Linked DNA regions of Mus musculus: regions 1 and 2 are each linked to region 3. Evidence: chromatin contacts called from public promoter capture Hi-C data. All regions are on one chromosome and are shown on one strand. Each heading gives the region's core, a stretch centred on a gene start, on an enhancer-like site or on the middle of the called end of the contact. The rest is flanking DNA. Distances are from core to core; before and after follow the strand shown.

The links. Promoter capture Hi-C pulls out the DNA fragments that hold promoters and counts their contacts.
Region 1: a contact with region 3 is called in a promoter capture Hi-C map of trophoblast stem cells, with 5 times the contacts expected there. The contact joins the enhancer-like site here to the promoter of Cpne8 in region 3. A contact is called at or near these places in 8 of 39 promoter capture datasets (3T3-L1-derived adipocytes, the C10 cell line, cranial neural crest and 4 more), 1 of 484 Hi-C or Micro-C datasets (cerebral cortex), 4 of 115 datasets of contacts at active chromatin or transcription factors (embryonic basal ganglia, embryonic stem cells, forebrain and 1 more) and 1 of 9 other capture datasets (pancreatic islet).
Region 2: a promoter capture Hi-C map of the SN4741 cell line shows a contact between it and region 3, with 2.7 times the contacts expected there. The contact joins the enhancer-like site here to the promoter of Cpne8 in region 3. A contact is called at or near these places in 3 of 39 promoter capture datasets (the 3T3-L1 cell line, the SN4741 cell line and cranial neural crest), 1 of 484 Hi-C or Micro-C datasets (neural progenitor cells) and 1 of 115 datasets of contacts at active chromatin or transcription factors (forebrain).

Annotation. Positions count from the first base shown.
Region 1 is chr15:90,316,410-90,320,099 of GRCm38.p6, reverse strand. No RefSeq gene overlaps it. Among named protein-coding and RNA genes, the nearest start is that of Gm36480, 35 kb to the left of the region's middle. Within about 2 kb of position 1,324, at least 1 of the 459 cell types and tissues checked has an H3K27ac peak or open chromatin away from gene starts, as enhancers often do. A contact at or near this core is called in trophoblast stem cells, where this site is marked.
Region 2 is chr15:90,400,003-90,403,451 of GRCm38.p6, reverse strand. No RefSeq gene overlaps it. Among named protein-coding and RNA genes, the nearest start is that of Gm36480, 48 kb to the right of the region's middle. Within about 2 kb of position 1,406, at least 24 of the 459 cell types and tissues checked have an H3K27ac peak or open chromatin away from gene starts, as enhancers often do. A contact at or near this core is called in the SN4741 cell line, where this site is marked.
Region 3 is chr15:90,677,607-90,681,428 of GRCm38.p6, reverse strand. Cpne8 (copine VIII) reads left to right here and starts at 2,041. Exons shown (of 20, transcript NM_025815.2): 1 at 2,041-2,261. The coding sequence starts at 2,125.

The sequences.
Region 1 (3,690 bases), core at 75-2,574, 360 kb after region 3:
CCAATCCTCTAAGAATTCTAAATAAACATATTTCACAAGGAAAAAAGTAGTATGTTAAATACTGCTATATTTGACTCTTCCAAAGCTTACATACTTCGTTATACCTTTAATATCTTAGCTATAAGAACTGTGACTACTTTTTAAAAGATAGGTAAACTTAGTTGTGGAGTGATCTAGTGATTTCTCTAAGGTCATAAAGTTGTACCACTAGGATTAAATCTGGTCTCGTGAGAAATCGTGTATAGGACTAAATATTTTCCTTCCATATTACACTTTGTGTGTGACTTGTCACAGCAAACACTGTAAGTAATTAAAAATATTCAATAACTGGTGAAAAAGATAAGTTCATACTCTCTGGTGGGTACTATTGGTCAGTAGTCACTGTAAATAAAGAATAACCTTGTATTGAAGATTTATGTTTTATTGGTGTGCATGTGTCTGTGTGATTGTATATGTATGTTTCTGTTATCTTCACAGATACCAGAAAAGGGCAATTTACAGTAAGGACTTCTCATTAAACGCCAATATTCATTGCATATGTCTTAACCTGTAATACTAGTGGGTGAATAGCTGAGTTTCCCTGACTTTCCCTTCATTGGCTTTATTGCTACATCCACTCCAGTAGTGACATGCATGATAGGACAAAAGCCTGGATGCAGTCCTGAGGCAAAGAGTTTCACGGAAACTTAGTCTCCTGGAACTGTGGCATTCCATAGCACGTATGCTCCAATTTTGTCCTTGGGAATGGATCTGTGTGCTTCCTTTCAGTATTGTTTTGTTGTAGGTGCCTCTGAGCAATGACTTGTCAAAAACCTAAGCAAAATCGAACTTTGCTTCCTGGCCTTCACCAATGCTCTAGGTAGTCCTTGAGCCGACCTTGGGCTTAGAATTCAGTAAGGTGTTGCCTATTAAGTGACATTCAGAATTGCCTCTAGTATTGCAAGAGAGATAGTGAAAGAAATCAGGCATTGCTATCTACTACATAGAGTTAGAAATCTCAGGGCAAGCTTAGCAAAGTAAGTTTAGAATTCTTATTATAGTTATGTATGGCAGACTACATTACTTATTAGTAGAAAGCCCCCCCCCCCACTATCACTTAGAATAAAAGCCAAGTTGCTCCCATATACAGGAATTTACAGTGGTTTAGGAAGTAGATCAGGCTGTGGTTTTAGAGTATTGCATTATTCGTGAGAAGGTTAGCTAGAGTGGAACTCCTTAATTAGAACCATGACTTGGACTTGAAAGCCCTTGCCCTGGGAGTGTAAAGACCTCACACCTGGCTTCTAAGACTATAGGTGACCTTAGATAGAGCTGAATTTGTCTCAGTTGTTTTATTACCCAGTTCCTGCCAGTCTTTGTGTTTACATTCCTCTGTTCTGTGTAAGAGTCATTAAGCATCCGGTAACCTCATTGTACCTTACCGATGTATCACCTAACTTCCCTATATCTAGAGATCCATCCCATAATTAGCCTCCAAACGGTGACACCATTGCATACACTAGCAAGATTTTGCTGAAAGGACCCTGATATAGCTTTCTCTTGTGAGACTAGGCCGGGGCCTAGCAAACACATACGTAGATGCTCACAGTCAGCTATTGGATGGAGCACAGCGCCCCCAATGGAGGAGCTAGAGAAAGTATCCAAGGAGCTAAAGAGATCTGCAACCCTGTAGGTACAATAACATTACAAACTAACCAGTACCCCGGAGCTCTTGACTCTAGCTGCATATGTTTCAAAAGATGGCCTAGTCAGCCATCACTGGAAAGAGAGGCCCATTGGACAGGCAAACTTTATATGCCCTAGTACAGGGGAATGCCAGGGCCAAAAAATGGGAATGGGTGGGTAGGGAAGTGGGGGGGGAGGGTATGGGGGACTTTTGGGATAGCATTCTAAATGTAATTGAGGAAAATATGTAATAATAAAAAATATTAAAAAAAAATTTGATGCTCAATTTGACAAATGACATTCAGATTCAGCACACTCCCTTGTGTCCTGTCTGTTTGTCACCCCATTTTTACCGACTCTATGCCCATCTGTCTGAGACCCTGATTCCCATGGATTGAGGGGGGCCACTAGGCCCGGTCTGTGGCACTTCCTGTCATTCACAGTCAAACATTTCAATAGCACCACAGAAGATGAATGTGTGTTCTGAATAGATTCATGAAGTGTGAATGAAATAATAGCTAGAAAATAGACAAGCAGCGCATATTGACTACCCCTGACCATTTCATTTTTCAAATGAGCACCTACTTTTGAATGCTCAGCAAACATCTGCCAAAAGAATTTATAAAGGAGTTATGAACTGCAATGAGAAATCCTATTTTGAAGACTTCCCATGGGAATTTTATATTGCTTTCAATTTTATATTGTTTGCTTGAAAATTTAATCCGTGTATTTAACTAAACTGTTCCATTTCAGACACAAAAGAGCCACTGAACACATAAATGCTTGCTCATTTTTAATAACAGAAGGTCATATCTTTTTAATTTAGTGTCATTCCTTCACTATTCTTAGGAAATAATATATCAAATTACCACAATTATCCAAGGCAATGCAACTTAGCCTGTGGTTCCACAGTCTTTCTCTGAGCAATAATTATATATTTATATTAAAATATTCAAGTAGTATCCTTCATAGAAAATCACATTCTGTATTAAAGTTCTTCCCTGTATTCCTCAAATGGTTAAAGCTGTATGACTGCACCACTCTTAGCTAAAATAATGTGTTGTTGGTTCACTTTCCTTCTCTGTCGTGAGCTAAACCTGTTTTCAGGAATGTTAGGAACACACTTTGTAGACCAGGCTGGCCTCGAACTCAGAAATCTGCCTGCCTCTGCTTTCTGAGTGCTGGGATTAACAGCCTGGTCTACAAAGTGAGTTCCAGGACAGCCAGAGCTATACAGAGAAACCCTGTCTCAAAAAACCATCAAAAAACAAAAAAAAAAAACCACAAAACAAAACACCCCTCCCCCCCCTCCAAAAAAAACCCTTACACACTAGGAAATGCATTGTTTCAAGAGGTCTTACAATGCATTACGTCAGTAAATCTTCAAGTGATATTTGAGATCACTGAGAAGCTGGCTCTGGAAGCTGGGTGTTCCCATCCATAACTTCACATCTAAGCACAATTAAGTCAAGTGTTCTCCAAAAGAATAGAGATGGGCTGGCTGGTCACCTTAACTTTGTGACTTAGAAGGAAGAGAAGAGAAAGAGGGCTCTAGAGTAAAAAAAAACCATTGAACCCTCAAAAACAGCTAATGGCCCAGCTCTAGTGATGCTTACTATTGCTGATCACCTGGTATGAATGCCTGCCATAGAAAGAAGAGGCTGACTTCAATCTTGCAAAGCCCAGACGTGGAGAGAAAGCTCAGCAGAGAACTCCAGATGACTGCCTCAACTTCCTCAGGTGATTTCTTCCACATCTTTGTAAGCCTTCAATTTGGTCTCACTGCCTTTTTTATTGGTTCTTTTGTATGGAAGTTTCGTCTGAGTGTGTGAAGCTTCACACTGATCTGCCAGGCATTGAATTTATTGGGAACTCCAGCTGACTACTACATAATCACTACTAGATGTTTTCAACACCTGATGTGATGTTTTGCTCTATGTATCATCTATCTGTCTATCTATCTATCTACCTGTCTGTCTGTCATCTATCTATCATCATCTACCTATTATCTCTCTATTATCTATC
Region 2 (3,449 bases), core at 157-2,656, 280 kb after region 3:
ACGTGTGTGTGTGTGTGTGTGTGTGTGTGTGTGTGTGTGTGTGTGTGTGTGACATTATTTTTTTACTAGATGAATTTTGACATCTTTGGTTCTAACTGGTTATAATTCGTCCTCCACATCTTCTAACTTGGTATACCCACTATCTCTATATCTCTCTCCTTCTAAATAGCTTTCCATTTTGCTAGCTTGGTCTTTTAAAAGAAATCCATCCTGAGTTGTTTCACATCCTATAATTCTACACTCTCGTAAAGGTATCTAACAGGCTAATAGTTATCAAGTTTCTCCAACTATTAATGTCTGAATAGATAATACAGCTAGGGGCGCGTAAGTGTGTGTGTGTGTTCATGTGAGGGGTGCATGTATTTGAGTTTGCATGTATATGTGTCAGGGTCCATGATTTACTGAAGAATGATATCCCAGACTCAAAAGTATGGAAAAGTAAAGTGTGTTTTATTCTGTTGAAGTCTAGCATGTTGGGGTCTTTCATTTACCAAGATGGAGATCCCCAAGTGAGCTCACAGGCCCAATTTATAGCACATTCAGGGAGGAGTGGGTAACCTTTATCTTAATTAGTTGGCTCTGTATCTAGAGACATTCCAGAACCATTGCTGGTGTGTGGGGGGTGGGGTGGGGGGGCGCTAGAAACTGTTGTTGGGGAAGCCTGGAAACTATTGCTGACCTATTGCCCTTGCCTCAGGCCAGGTGGTGGGTCAGCTTCTGATGGTGGGGCAGTTTCTTATCTGCCTGAGGCCTGGGGTTTTTACAGTAACTGACTAACCTGGACTTGCCCAGTTCTTGGAAGCAGAGATCTAGGCCTAGTCTACTGAACTGCCAGTTTGAAGCCTGCCATGGAGTCTGCCTGTCTCAGTCCTCTCATGGGCGTGTAAGGCATTGCATGTGCATGTGTAGGGATGAGTACAATTCAGCCTTTCTTTTTAAAGTTACAAATTACTGATAAGGATGAACCAGATGTTCATATCAGCATCAACTTTTTAATTCTGTGATAATTCAGTATTAAAATTATTTCCTTCATGTCTTAGTCACTGGAGTATTGATGCAAAGAGACAGCCTAACCTAGAAAACATGTATGGGAGCTTGCTTACCATTTCAGAGGTTTAGTTCCTCATCATCATGGCAGGAGGCATGGCAGCATGCAGACAGACTCTGGAACTGTTGCTGAGAACCATATCCTGTTTCACATGCAAAGAGAAAAAGACTAGGGCTTGTCATGGGCTTTTGAAACTTAAAAATCCACCTTCGGATGATACACCTTCTCCAACAAAGTCACACTTTCTAATCCTTCCAATATCTTCAAACAGTGCCACTCCCTGATGACCTCATATATTCAAATATGTGAGCCTATGGAGACATTCTTATTCAAACCACCACACTTCATATGATTCAAGGTTACAAACACTGAACTGAAGAGAAAAAAGCGAGTTATTTGTCTACTCACTCTCTCCATAGCCCTGGGACAGTTAATGTTGTGCAGGAGTTGAAGGCTGGTTGTTAGTTCAGAGAAAAGATAGCAGCTGTGACTCTCTTCGGGCGTCTGGAGATCAGCTGTGAGAGAGAAGAAAAAGTAAAAAGGCAATGAAAGTTGATGGCAGCAAGGGCTGAGAAAGGTTTTTAGCCACTGGTAGGGAATGTGGCACACACACACACACAAGCATCCCAGATTCACGTGGATCCAACTGGGCTCTGCTTTTAGGAATCATGTAGGCTCTAGTCATTCCTCCAGCCTCAGCTCCTCAGCTATTGTGTGCCTATTTCTTGTGGCTATATGGGCACTGTCTGAGGCAGTGCAGGTCTAGTATGTGACACATAAATCCAGAGCTAGGTTCCTTAAGCTGATTTTTATTTGTTTTTTCCTCTGAGCCTTTAAATGCTTTCCACCTGTCTTTAAATGCTTTATCTCAGCCTTTCAGTATTATATATTGTTTTGAGATGGGCCAGAGAAAGAAATAAAATAAGAGGAATGGGAGGTGTCCAGGGAACCACCCATCACAAAGATCATTTTGTCTTAAAATAAGTTGCAGTTTTCTCAGACCCTGGCTAATTTTAGAAAAATAATAACTATTAATGAGGTTTGCTTATTCAACTCACTATAGTCAAATATGAACAGAAAACCTAAGGTTGGGAAAAAGAAAAAACAAATAAACAAAAACAATTGTCCGTCTCCTTTGTGTTGAAACTGTCATTAATAAAGATTTGCAGGGGTCCCATTACTCCCAAGAAATCAGAAATGTTAAGAGTGTGGGTCTGGTCACTTTTTATAATGAGGTTTGTCCATTGAAGAATGCAGAAAAAAGTGAATAAAGGCAGCAACCAGGCGCTGCTAAGGTTCTGAAAGGGATAAAACTTGCCACCCAGGAAGAACAAAGGGATGTAAAAGCTTTGCAGTTCCTTTGATGATATTGCCAGCTCAGCTATTTGGAGGGAAGACATGCATTTGGTCCACAGAAGTAAGTAATAGAAAAAGAATAAGTAAAAGGATTTTAAAATAATTCCATCCTGTTTCTTCCATCACATTGTAAGTTTCTAAAGGGCGGGACACCAGGCTTTCTTCCCTATTCTGCTGCTGTGTCTGGAACAGGTCAGGCAGAGAGAATGGGCTCAATGATAAATAAGTCCCTCTTGAAAGAAGATAAAGGAAAAGTGAGTGCTGAATGCCATTCTAATGTGAATGGGACTGGGACGTTGCTTTATACCTAGAAGAGAAGCAAAGGCATAAACTGTGTGTCTTAGGGTTGTACCATGTCTTGTTATAATATTTCATTTCCTAGAGATTGACAAGGGTGAAGCACCTGGTGCTTAGTAAGAAAAGCAATAGCAGGGGGATGGGTCACATAGGCTGCACTTCTGTTTCCATGATTACAAGGACAACCCTCCTCTTCCTCCAGCAGGTGTCCTGTGAGGTCAGCAGCAGGCAAAGGAGAGGTGAACACAGCACTGTTACCTAGAATGGGGTCAAGATCCAAGGTCAGTAAGTCAGTAGGTCAGTAGGTAGGATTCACCTCTGCCATTCTAGTGGCTAGCACTCTGTTGAGCCCTTGACAGCTGTGAAATTGAAGGAGTCACTCACGGTAGCTTCCCTTTTCTTCCTTTCTGACTGTGCAGTTTCTTCACAGTTATTGGAATTCCACCACTCATCACAATTTGGCTGTTTTTATATTCTATCCTTGTGGATGATTTTTGCTTATCTTTCCTGCCTTAGAAGGGCAAGCTATCTGATATGTGGAAATAAATTGTCCATCTACTCATGAAACCTAGAGTGGACAGTCCTAAATTTAGGATGTGTACACTGTAGGTGTATGGCTGTCTGGGAATGTTAGGGAGGGTTCTGAAATTTTAAAAATATTTTTAATTTGGGGACTAGAGAGATGGCTCAGTGTTTAAGAGCCCCAACTGTTCTTCCAGAGGTCCTGAGTTCAATTTCCAGCAACCAC
Region 3 (3,822 bases), core at 792-3,291:
AAAACAAAATATATTTTTATATATGTATGTATGTGTGTATAATATATATATATACATATATATATATACATATATATATATATATATATATATATGCCAAGGGTTTTTAGCATTGACATGGGCATAAACTAAACCAAAACAGCAAACAAACAAACAAAAAAACTCTCATAGATAAAATTGGCCATCATATATTACTTTAGGATAGAAAATAGTAAAACTAGTTTGTAAAAACAATTCAGTAATTTCTTAAGAAATTACGTGTACTCTTCCACTTTCATCTGGCTATTCTATTTCTACTTGCCCAGTGTGATGAAAGCTTATGCCCACAAAAGACCCATATGCCAGCGTTCACAGCAGTCTCGTATGTAATAGCCCAAACCCAGGGGCAAGTACACTGTTCATCAAGATGAGTGGGTGACCAATTTGTGGCAAGTCTCTAAAAGGAAGATTATTCACTATTGATGCACCTGTTATCGTAGATGAAACTGCAAAGAATTTTACAGACGGAAAGAAACCGGGTTAGGCATGGAGTGTGCCATATTCTGTGGTATTTAAATTAAAGATGAAGTGTTGTTTTAATGGCGAAAGCAGGGATTGATTACAAAAGAGACACAAGAAGCTTTTGGGGCGAGGGAATGGTTTATTATTTTGGTGTGGTGATGGTTTAGCGGGTTGATACCGATCGTAATCCATCAGAGGGCACACTTTAAATACCTGCATGCTATTGTGCATGTAAATCAATGCATTCAGATACACACACATATGGACCTAGATAAAGTGGAAAATTCGGAGAAGGCCTCTGGGTTGAGCACTAAAGTCCTTACCTTTTATTTCTTCAGGAGGTGCCTGCAAAATAAAATTCTAGTTTGCTTAAAAAAAAAAACCCTCTAGACCTCCTCCACCAAATCAATTTCAGGCATCAATAAGAGAGCTTGAGGGAAAATTCTAGTCATCAGCTGCAGTTTAATTTGTGATAGGGGGAAGAGAAAGAAAAACAGAACTGGTGGATTTAAGGGGTGGTGAAGGGAGGGCGGGGCGACCAGGGAAAGCAAACAAGACCAAAGTGACGCAAACATTTGGGGCAGGGAAGAGCGGCAAGCATCTACACTCTATTTCCCCTGCAACCACACAGATTCTTTAAGGAAGTGGCTCCAAGTGGATTAAAATACCACAAGGGAGACCAGTCACAAGCCCAGGATTCTCCAGGTGAGCCAGGGCTAGAGCCAGCCACGCTCCCTCCTGAGGCTGGGCGCCCTGCTCTCCACCGCCCCCTGGCGGCCATCGCCAGAAGACCCGCAGTGACGCCTCGGGTCAGGTGTGCGCAGGAAAGTGGGGGTTACCCGGCAAGCTGCGGCGGCGCCCCGCGTCTTGCCCACTCCCAGTCGCGCCGCCAGGAATCTATTTGCTAAACTCCCCGGTCACCCGAGCTGCTCATCTGCTTTACGCTGCCCTGCTTTCAGGTCTTGAGGAGCAGGATTGAGGAGGAGCTAGATTATAAGTTATTATTACGACCTCCCGGGCCTCAGGGCAGAAATCCCTGCGGTTTGGCAAGTGCGTTGCAAGGCGCCGATCTTGCCTTAAGGAGACCCTCGCCTAAAAGTTGCAGGGGATGGCAGACGCATTGAAACCTCTCTTATAACGCTGCGATTGTCCCAACAGCGTCCACTCCACCCAAGCTTGCCCCATATATTGGCACGCCCCTCTGCACCAGGAGTCAAAGGCTGGTGGCCATCCCTTGCCCCACCACCACATCAGTCCAGTAGCCCGAAGTGGGGAGCATATCAGCTGGGGCGGGGGGCAATCGCCGGCGCCTGGGGCTCTCCCACTAGACGGCGCGGTGTCTGTCCGGGTCACCTACTGTCTCTGCGCCCTACGCCCAGAGCCCCCGAGCTGCAGACCCAGTCACCGCCCGGGGGCTGCCCCAGGGCGGGAGCAGCCCGGAGCGCCACTTGGGAGACCGAGGCGGCTTTGCCAGGACTGGCTCGGTCGCCGGATTCGCGACGAGGTCCGCCTCCTCCCTCCCCTTCCCGCGCCGCCTCCGCCTCCTTCCTCTGCCTCCACCCTCACCCCTTCCCGTCGGTGCGGAGCTCCGCTCCGAGCAGCGCTCAGCCCGCCGCAGCTTGGATGTGGGCTCGGGACAAGTGCTCCGTTCCTCAGCTCGAGATGGACAGCCGCTACACCAGCGCCACGGGCATCGGGGACTTGAACCAGCTGAGTGCGGCCATCCCCGCCACACGAGTGGAGGTGTCAGTGTCCTGCAGGTGAGGACGCGGCTCTCTTTTCTTCCTTCCATCCGAGCTTGGTGGCACTTGGCTAGCGCTCCAGGTACCACGAGGCTTGGCGCTGGTGAGAAGTTGCATGCTGAGTGGGGACTAGTTGTGGTACTGGCTGACGTTACCTTCCCCTCCTCCCCCCCAGAGGGTCAAATGACACAGAACTGGGGACGAGAGTGGTGGGCTTTGGCTGAGTCTTTTTTTTTTTTTTTTCTGGGAAATGTTGTGAAAGTTGGCAAAGCTGTGACTCAGCTACAGAAACCCTAGCCGCCGCCCACTTCGCAACCTTTTAAAAAATTATTTATTTATTTTAAACAACCGCAATCAGGGCCAGAGGTTCAGTGATGTCGGGAACCGAAGGGTCAGTCCTACCAAGAGCGCGCGTGATGCTGCGCACCTTGGCCAGGGACTCCCTCTGCCAGGCGTCCGGGAAGCCATGCGGTGGGCTCAGCTCCAGTTCCACAGCTTCCTCCTCCCCACTCACTTCCTGGAACCATCCAGCTTCCTTACCCTCCACCCTTCCGGGACGTTTACCCTAGGCCTGTAGCGGTTCCAGGTTCAGTCTTCCAGGCAGAGGCTTACCTAAGAATTGAGAAGTCACGACTTATTTTCTGCCCGCCGGTAGACAAACATCAGAATGCTTTCAGCAACTCTCAAGGACTGCCAGTTTCAGACTCCCTTCCTGATACTCCCTGGGCCAGATCCTCAGTAAGTTAGGTAGAATAGCTGTGCTGCCCCAGTTTTGGGGAATTAGATGGTTGGCTATATTAAGAATACTACATTGCACGTACCCAGGTGCCCACTTCCAGGCTGAATACTTCCTTTCACCGGTCTCGTTGGAAAACTTCACTCCTACCCCTCTACGCCCCCGTGTTTTTAAATGCCCTCACATGTTCTTAGCCTTTCTGTAAGGAAAGATCGTTGTAAAAGACTTTAATAAGCATGAGTGATTTTTGTTGTAAACAAACCCTGAAGTTTAAACGCCGCTAAAACAGGTTCTCAGCTTTCTTAATGCTGTGACAATTTAATGCTGTTTCCCATGTAGTGGTGATCCCCCCATCTTAAAATTATTTTTGTTGCTGCTTTATAGCTGTATTTTTGCTACTGTTACAAATCCTAATGTAAATATCTGTGTTTTCTGATGGTCCTAGGTGAGCCCCGTGAAAGGGTCATGTGACTCACAGAGGGGTCGCGACCCACAGGTTGAACATTCCTGCCCTGAAACTAAAGTTTCTTGGAAATTCAAGTTTTAGCACCCATTCCCCAAGTGGCCATGTTCTTTGGTAGGGGAAAACCCTGGGATAACATAGGATTTGCTCTGATTCACCTCAGAATGTGAAAGTTCATGACATCAGCCCTGGGGTTATTGGGGTAACTGCTTTGAATGCTCCACTAGGCTCCTTCCAGTTAGCAGCTGCCTGGCAGACTCCTGTGGCGATTTGTAGGTGAATCTCTTCTCTCTGAAGCTGGCTTTAATATTAGGTGACTGTTACCTAACACCGTATAACACAATGGGCAGTGGGTGGTCAGGAATTCTACTATCTCAGCA